Regions from separate parts of the Danio rerio genome. Here region 2 is linked to region 1. Evidence: chromatin contacts called from public Micro-C data. All regions are on one chromosome and are shown on one strand. The core of a region is the stretch at or near the end of the contact, and the rest is flanking DNA. Distances in the headings are between cores, read along the strand shown. Region 1 holds the start of kctd15b (potassium channel tetramerization domain containing 15b). Region 2 overlaps LOC101886077 (transcription initiation factor TFIID subunit 4).

Region 1 (4,166 bases), core at 1,062-3,561:
TAAAGTACATGTCACAGGAAAAGATGGTCAAAATTAGTGCAACGATATTAAAAATTATGCTTAATTTATGATTATATTAATTAAATACAGTTGAACTCTGAATTATTAGCCCCTCTGTTTATTTCCCCCCAATTTCTATTTAACAGAGAGCATTTTTTTCAGCACATTTCTAAACATAATAGTTTTAATAACTCATCTCTAATAACTGATTTATTTTATCTTTGCCATGATGGCAGTAAATAATATTAGACTAGATATTCTTCAAGACACTTCTATACAGCTTAAAGTGACATTTAAATGCTTAACTAGGTTAATTAGGTTAACTTATTGTATATCGATGGTTTGTTCTGTAGACTATCGGAAAAAAATAGCTTAAATGGTGAATAATTCTGTCCTTAAAATGGTGTTTAAAAAATTAAAACTGCTTTTATTCTAGTCGGAATAAAACAAATAAGACTTTCTCCAGAAAAAAAAAATATTATAGGAAATACTGTGAAAGTTTCCTTGCTCTGTTAAACATCATTTGGGAAATATAAAAAAATATATAAAAATAATCTTCAAATTTAACTGTGTATATACGCATGAATAACATTTCAGAACATAACATTAAGCATTAGTATTAGGTTGTCATATAAAAGCTCCCAGCCTATACAAACTCACTATTAACTCACCTTGAGTGAGGTTTCAGAGATTTATTAGTTGTTTTATTTGTTGTTGAACACAAAAGATGAACTCTAAATAAAGTTGAAAACCTGTGAGCATTGACTTCCATAGTAGGATGATTTCATTTCTGGGTTCAAATTTGCAGAAAAGAAAAGAATGACAAAAACTAATTATAAATTTTGTTGTAAAAAAAAGCCAAAACGGCAATTTACATAACAAGAAAAGAAAGGATAGAAGGTGAAGGTTGCCAAGAGTTTAATTAAAGTGACAGTCAAGTTTGATTTTTTTTTTATAAGAATGTCAGATTTAGAAAATGTGTGGATTTATAAAGATATGTTGTGCTCTGTTAAAATGGAGAACTAATAGTTAGAAAACAGCTTGAGTAAAGTGTACCTTTGTAATATTAATATTTTTTAAATGGTGAGAAAGTTTTAATAAAATCAAAAATCATATTAGGATGAGGAAAAACTATGGAAGCTAATGGTTCAAGCTTTCCTCGAAATATCTTTGTGTTCAAAAATAAATAAATGAATAAATAAAAAAATGCATTTAAACTTGAGTAAAAGACAGAACTTTCATTTTGGGTGAGCTATCACTTTAAACGGGGGCTTACATCCATGCAAACTGAGCTGGAAAATCCATATTAAACCTGTAGCTTCATTGAGTAGTCTAAACTCGTTTTATAACAGTTATCAGTTCAGATACTTAACTTTGGGACGGTTTCACTGTCATTCAACATTCATTTAAGTGTTAAATAAACACTCGTTTTCATCATTTATACTTCATAAAAGCGTTCTTGAGCTTCATCTCTTCAGGAGGGTTAGTAGCAGCTATAAATAGCCCTAAAACGGAACTGGTTCCCAAATATAAATCACCAGATGGGAACCTACTGTGTACTGATATTCGAAAAAAAACTTACTTTTAGCTTTATTCGGTGAGATATCCTAGCACATATTGTTAGCAGTCAAACTTCGAGACTCTCCTTTCCATTCAGTCCCCAAATAAACACGTTTGTGTTCAACTCTTAATGGCGGACTGTCTGTGAAACCGACGATGGAGGAGAGATCGGCGAAAACTTGGATATATACAATGAAATCAGTTTAGGTCGGTGCCCTACGGGTTAAAACTTCAATTCGGATCATTTCACAACATGGCGTCTCACTCCCAGCGATAAAGCTTCAGGTATGAGGCATATGCATGCATGCATGTGTATCCCGCGAATAATAATAGCTAGCAGACTCTCAGTGCCTGGAGGCTGTTTAAACAGGGTTAGAAATCTGAAAATCGCACGCGATTTGGTACGCGTTGTCACGGCGCAGCACACACACAAAATAAACCAGCATCACATCAATGATCTAGTCTACATGGAGGTGAGATTTGACAGGAAACGGTACCGTTTCAAACATCGTAGGTGTCCGGAGTTCGGATCAATCGGCTCCCAGATGAATGTTCGCGTCTCTCGCTCAAGTTTCTATCCGAAAAAGCTATATTCCCTTCCTGTCTGGAGTGAAAAACCCCGTCAAACTGCATTAAAGCGCAGCGCTGCTGTTGTGTGGACGCGTTCAGAGCGCAAACGCGCGCAGGACTGTCTTACCTTCTCCAGGAGACCGAGCTCTCCTTCCCCCTCTTGATCTTCTTATTTCTCAACACAAGCGTGTGTGTGTATCAGGCTTTTTTGGCCACGGCGAATCTGCTGCTTTGCTTATGGGCAGAAGGAAGCCAATAATCCGTCTCTGAATCAGAGCAGAGCCGAAAGAAGAATTCTGGCTCCGGGCTGCGCAAACGCCTCTGGGGCCACACAGGATTAGAGGACAATTAACTCAAACCCGAGCACACTCATTGGAACAGATGCAAACCTGATATTTCCCCCCCTCCTTGATTGTTTCAGCTGGAAAAAAAATAGCTCTAAAGTTGGGCGCATAACGGTTTACGCATCAGGCAAGTGTCACCGCGCCGTTCCTGAGACTTTGGAGAGGCAGAAAGGCTGATTTTAATCATTGTCATTTCGTCTGATGTAATATTCCCCCAGGCTCTTTCACAAAGGCAACACATTTTCCTTCCCCTGAACGAGTCGGAGAGAGTGTGTGTCTCTCCGCGCGCGCGCTGCGGCGGAGAACTTGTTGATAAAGTGGCGATAAAAAGACGCGTGTTGTTTTTTACGACGCCGAAATCTGGACGCGGCGCTCAGGCAACTCCTCTCCGCGCTCTAATGTCTGCGAGAATTGTAATGGCAAATTTCCTGAAGGCCATTAAAAGCGAATGACGTCTGGACATCATTCACTGTGCGCCCGCGGCCAAATGCGCCATTTCAATTATTGCGCACGGCTAGATGGAGGCGTCTGCTCCAGGATCTCCCCCTACACACACACACACACACACACACACACACACACACACACACACACACACACACACACACTTCTCGAGCTGGATTTTCATTTATTTAACGGGCAGGCAAACAAATACAGACAGTTGTGTCGGGCTTCAGCTGCGCGCAGCGGCCCCGCGCAGGTACTGGATTATTTATTTATCTGAATGTTTGTTTATTTGCGTGTAAATAACTGTGAATAATTGATGTTGCGCTGAGACCCGTAATTACTGGAGCTCTCACATGCAGGACTGACTGATGATGCAGGAGGAGGCTTTTCCTGATATCTGGCGCCCGCCAGTGTCGGTTTGGGGGAACCACAGTTGCACACTTTAGTGTATGTTATAAAAAAACTAAATATACACAGTAAAAAACCAAATTAATAGCCCTCCTCAAAAATTATGATTCTTCAAACATTTAAAGTGATGTTTAACAATTTTTTGCGTCTAGAGAAAGTCCAGTATAAACACTATTTTCTCAAAAAGTTTACAAATTTATAAAGTCAATATCAATATTAATGACCTCTTTTAATTATTATAATATTTAAAAGGTTTTTAATCACACCTGTCCTCAGGTCTTTAAACTGGCTCACAGTTACATTCAGAATAGATTTTAAAGTATTATTACTGGTCTGTAAATCACTAAATGGCCTAGGACAGGGGTGAGGAACCTTTTTTCAGCAAAGAGCCATTTCAGATTTTTTTTAATCAAATGTGGTTTTTTTAAGAGCCATATGGGGTGTGTGTGTAAAAAAAAAAAAATAAATAAAAAAATAAAAAACATATATATATATATATATATATATATATATATATATAAATTGTTACTTGAATAGATCACAAACATAATTTAACAACAATTGGGAATATTGTCTTATGTATGACAGGTTTATGTCCTTAACATTAATCTAGTCAGAATCCTATGTCACTGACCTTGTCGTCCAATTTTGATTAGAGCTTCCTGATTGACAAGTGCCCTGCCCCCCCTCTATGGAATACCCCAATGAAGTCATGTGATTTTTCTCACATGAAGTCCATGCTAAATTTATAATAAAAGTCCTGTTGCCTAAATTTTGTTAGAACAGAAATAAACACACATAAGCTTAGGCGTCCCAGATTACACAATGTCCCAGATT
Region 2 (4,166 bases), core at 1,026-3,525, 240 kb before region 1:
TGCTCTTCCAGCTGCAACCCAGTAATGGGAAACACCCATATTCACTCATTCACACTTACCAGGCCAGTTCGGTTCAACTGAGATTCAGTTTACATGTTCTCCCCGGGTTCTCCGGTTACCTTACACAGTTCAAAGACATGGGTGAAATGACCAAACCAGATTGACACCATCATGAGCTCTCAGCGAGCAGTATATCTCTCCATAGCAATCTCTTATTTGTCATTAGCAATAAATAAGCAGGAAAGATCTCGAGACCTACCTGAGTTCAAACTCCCCTCTCACCCTGCGATTGGGAGGGAACCCCGAGCTCGAGGATCTTATGAGCTCAGGGCTTTCTCCTGGGACATCATGCTAAACACACTTTAAAATCAATCACCAGCTACACTGTAAAAAAAAAAAAAAATTTATATTATATTATATACTTTATTTAAAAAATTATGTCCGGCAATTAAATAACAATTTACGGTAAAATAATGGATATTAAATTGCTGAAATTTCCTTCAATTTTAATTTCTGGTAAATTTGTGTAATTTAATATCTGTTATTTTACTGTAAATTTCTGTAATTTAACGGCCGTTATTTTACGCCTTTTTTCTGGCACCCCACCTACCGGAAATAAACAATAAAGTTACTGTGTGAAATACTGTTATTATATACTGCATATAGAAACAGGGTTGTAATGTATGTTGCCAGATTGAGGTAAAACGTGCTTCGAGATTTGAATATTTCATCAACTGTGTGAGGTGATGAGCTTCACACAAGATCTGGCAACTTGACAAACATGGACAGAGAGTGTTTTTTCATAACTAGATTGGGCCAAACGAATAACAGGAGTTTCCCGGGAGAAATGACAAAATGGGATGGTGGTGGGAGATGGGTGTGAAATACAGGAGACTCTCGGGGAGTGCTATGAACCTAACCTTTATTTTGATTTTATTTAAGTTAACGAAAATGTTTTCTGACCAGTAGTTCTAGTCTTCGTACTACTTTATAGGCACTACAATAGGGATTAATATTTTCAATTCAGCTTTATTTGTACAGCGCTTTTACAATGTAAATTGTGTCGAAGCAGCTTCATATAGAAGATCATATAAATTGAGGCAGTGTAGTTCAGTTTTCAGAGTTTAAGTTCAGTTTAACTCAGTTCATTGTGGTTTAATAGTCACTGCTGAGAGTCCAAACACTGAAGAGCAAATCCATCGATGCGCTGCTCTGGCGGTCCTGATCCATGCAAGGTAGTGGCAACCGTGATGAGGAAAAAACTTTTCATTAAAAAACCTGGATAGAAACCAGGCTCAGATGGGCACGACCTTTTCTCCTCTGGCCAAACGTCTTGTGCAGAGCTGCAGTCTAGGTGCTGGAGGCTGAAAGCTGGACCATAGCAAAGACTTGTCCGTCCCTGGAGTCTCACTGGAATCAGTCTCATGCTCTCCACTCCTCCATGACCACCACAGCAGATGCTCAGGATACGGCCTGGTCCAGGATTATGGAACCTTGGGATCATTTTGTCGCTGGTCTTGGATCGAATCAGTGGCGCTGCATAGACTGAGGGCCTCGGGATGAGTATCCCCAGGTGGAAATAGAGAATAAAGAGAATAATTAGCGTAGCTGCTGTTCATAGTGTATATAAACAAGATGCAGAAACTTGTGTGGAGCACATTCATGTATCATACCGCTAAGTGATGCACTGGGTGTATGCTTTACTAAAAAGACAGGTCTTAAATGTAGTTTTGAATTGGGAGAGTGTGTCTGAGCCTCGGACATTACCAGGAAGGCTATTCCAGAGTTAGGGGGCCATAAATGAGAAGGCTCGACCTCCTTTAGTAGACCTTGCTATTCTATGTACTACCAGAAGCCCTGTCTTTTGAGATCTTAAAGAGCGAGTTGAATTGTAGCGAGACAGAAGGTTGGCTATAAACAGGAGCTTGATTATTTAAAGCTTTATATTTTATAATCAATACGAAACTTGACAAACTTAATATGAGATTGTACAAAGTGAGTTTGTTACATTCCTCTTAATTGACCTGCTAATTCATCTTGTCTTTAAAGAAGCGTCATTTCAGGAGTAGTTTTATCAATGCAGTCAGTTAGTAGTAGAGTTTTAGTGTGTGTGGAGTTTGTGTTTTTATTCCCGGGCGCTTCTCCTCATCCTGCTGTCAGTCTTTGTGCGGAAGACGCTCCTCTTTCCTTGAATCATTTATCCTCCAACTGCCTGAGCGCTTTAAAAGACACTTCCACTGCGAGCGCGTCGCCGTCAGCGCGTGCATGTGTGTGTGTGTGTGTGCGCGGCCCCGAGCGGTTCCGCGTGTCTGCAGGGGCCCGGAGACGTGCATCTGTGTGTGTTGAGTTTGGCACTGATCTCGGAGCCCCTCACAGCAGGGATTTACACCCGGGTGTACCCTGCAGACACACACACTGAAATCAGGGCTCACAGGACAAGCATGGAGATCTCTGTCAGGAGCAGCGGGTCATGATTCATATGAACAACACAAGACATATGACTTATTATATGTATGCAGTTATTGAGAAGTATTATGTAAGGATTGTGCTATAAATTGCACACACTTCTACAGCAACTTTTTATGGGAACTTCCCATAGACGTGATCAATTGTATACTATGTAGTGTATATTCTCTTCTCTCCCTCTAAACTGAACCCTCACAGGAAACAATCTGCAGTTTTATATCATTTATTAATAAGTTGTTTTCCTCATGGGGACCAAAACATTTTCCCAATAAGGTCAAAATGTACTGGTTTTGCTATACATGTGGTGACATTTGGTAATTAAAAATAACGTTGGAAAATTCACATTGTCATGATCTGAACGGTCAGAAATGTAGATGAGATTCTGTCCTCATGTCTAGTTAACTCTCTGTTAAACATGACTAAACTGTCTACCAATGGTGTGATGAGTTTCAGAAATGCTCTGTGTTTTCAGATGCTGTGACCCTGCGTGTGTTTTCCTCCGTTCTCAATCTATCTTTCTCTCTTTTCTCTATTTGTCTGTATTTTCCCCTGCAGTCTCCTGTTAGCGCTCCGGCTATTCGTCCTGCTCCTGCGGCTCAAACGAAACTAGTCCAGTCCAGCTCCCCGAGCCCCGCAGCCCAGACCAGCACCACACCCGGACCCACTGTGAGCATCACCTGTCCCTTATTTATCTCTCTCTCTCTCTCTCTCTCTCTCTCTCTCTCTCTCTCTCTCTCTTTGGGTCCTATCATACACCCGGCGCAATAAGATGCAAGACAAGTTTGGTGTGATTTGTTGCTATTTTCAGGCCAGCGCGATAGTAATTTTCCCGCTTTGCGTCACATTGTTTGAATAGCAAATCCATTTGTGCCACTTTGTGGACTCATGTGTGTGCTGATGTATAAAGGAGGTGTGTTAAGGCGCATTGTTGGTGCGTTGCTATTTTAAGGAACTGAAATAGACAGTGCCACTGACCAACTAAAAGCTGCTCTAAAGTCCAGCGCAGAGTGTTAGTCATGCGACTATGCCGGTCCAAACGCTTACACACTGCTGAATAAACACTGGATGTAAAGCAATACACAAATATCTTTACTGATAAAAACAATTAAAGGATTAAAATATTACAGAAATGATTATTGTCTATATAAATTTAAAAATCACCGCCTTCATGCCTTCATCTCGGGGCTTTTTCAATTTATTAATGACAATCTGCATTGGTGTAATGTTATTATTAATAGCAATATTGTTGATTATATACGTAATTATAGTTTTTTTTATAAAAACAAGTTTAAATTTGTCCATCTGTGGTGTTTTGGAGATGTCTGCATCATTATATGGGGCATAAGAACAGGTCGTGTGTTTGGATGTAACTCAGTTTTTTGAGCACACCTCGTTGTTATTGTTCATTTATTCCTTTGCTGGAGATCAGAACTGAATTTAGAAGTAGTTTTAAATCAAATATTTGTGCTTAATAAACTAAACTAAACATGTCGGCTGATGGTTGTGTTCAGTGGAGTGAGTTTCCACTGTTTCCTCACTCCACCAAAGTAAAGGAGTAAAGAGTAAAAGTAAAGAAGCTGAATGGAGGAGGCTCGTTCTTTATCCTCGCGCTGCAGATGCTCTGTTTAACTGTTTCTCTCTAGTGAAGCGTTCAGTTTTTACACTTATAAAGTCCACCATGTAAATAGCAAATGCACCAT

The links. Hi-C and Micro-C count contacts between places; a contact is called where the count stands out from the background.
Region 2: a Micro-C map of caudal fin shows a contact between it and region 1, with 5 times the contacts expected there. The contact joins the enhancer-like site here to the promoter of kctd15b in region 1. A contact is called at or near these places in 2 of 18 Hi-C or Micro-C datasets (caudal fin and embryo) and 1 of 4 datasets of contacts at active chromatin or transcription factors (embryo).

What each region holds. Positions count from the first base shown.
Region 1 is chr18:2,359,553-2,363,718 of GRCz12tu, reverse strand. kctd15b (potassium channel tetramerization domain containing 15b) reads right to left here and starts at 2,311. Exons shown (of 5, transcript NM_001003527.1): 1 at 2,258-2,311.
Region 2 is chr18:2,594,855-2,599,020 of GRCz12tu, reverse strand. It overlaps LOC101886077 (transcription initiation factor TFIID subunit 4), which reads left to right. Exons shown (of 15, transcript XM_073930134.1): 3 at 3,022-3,132. Among named protein-coding and RNA genes, the nearest start is that of lsm14ab, 22 kb to the left of the region's middle. Within about 2 kb of position 2,275, at least 5 of the 62 cell types and tissues checked have an H3K27ac peak or open chromatin away from gene starts, as enhancers often do.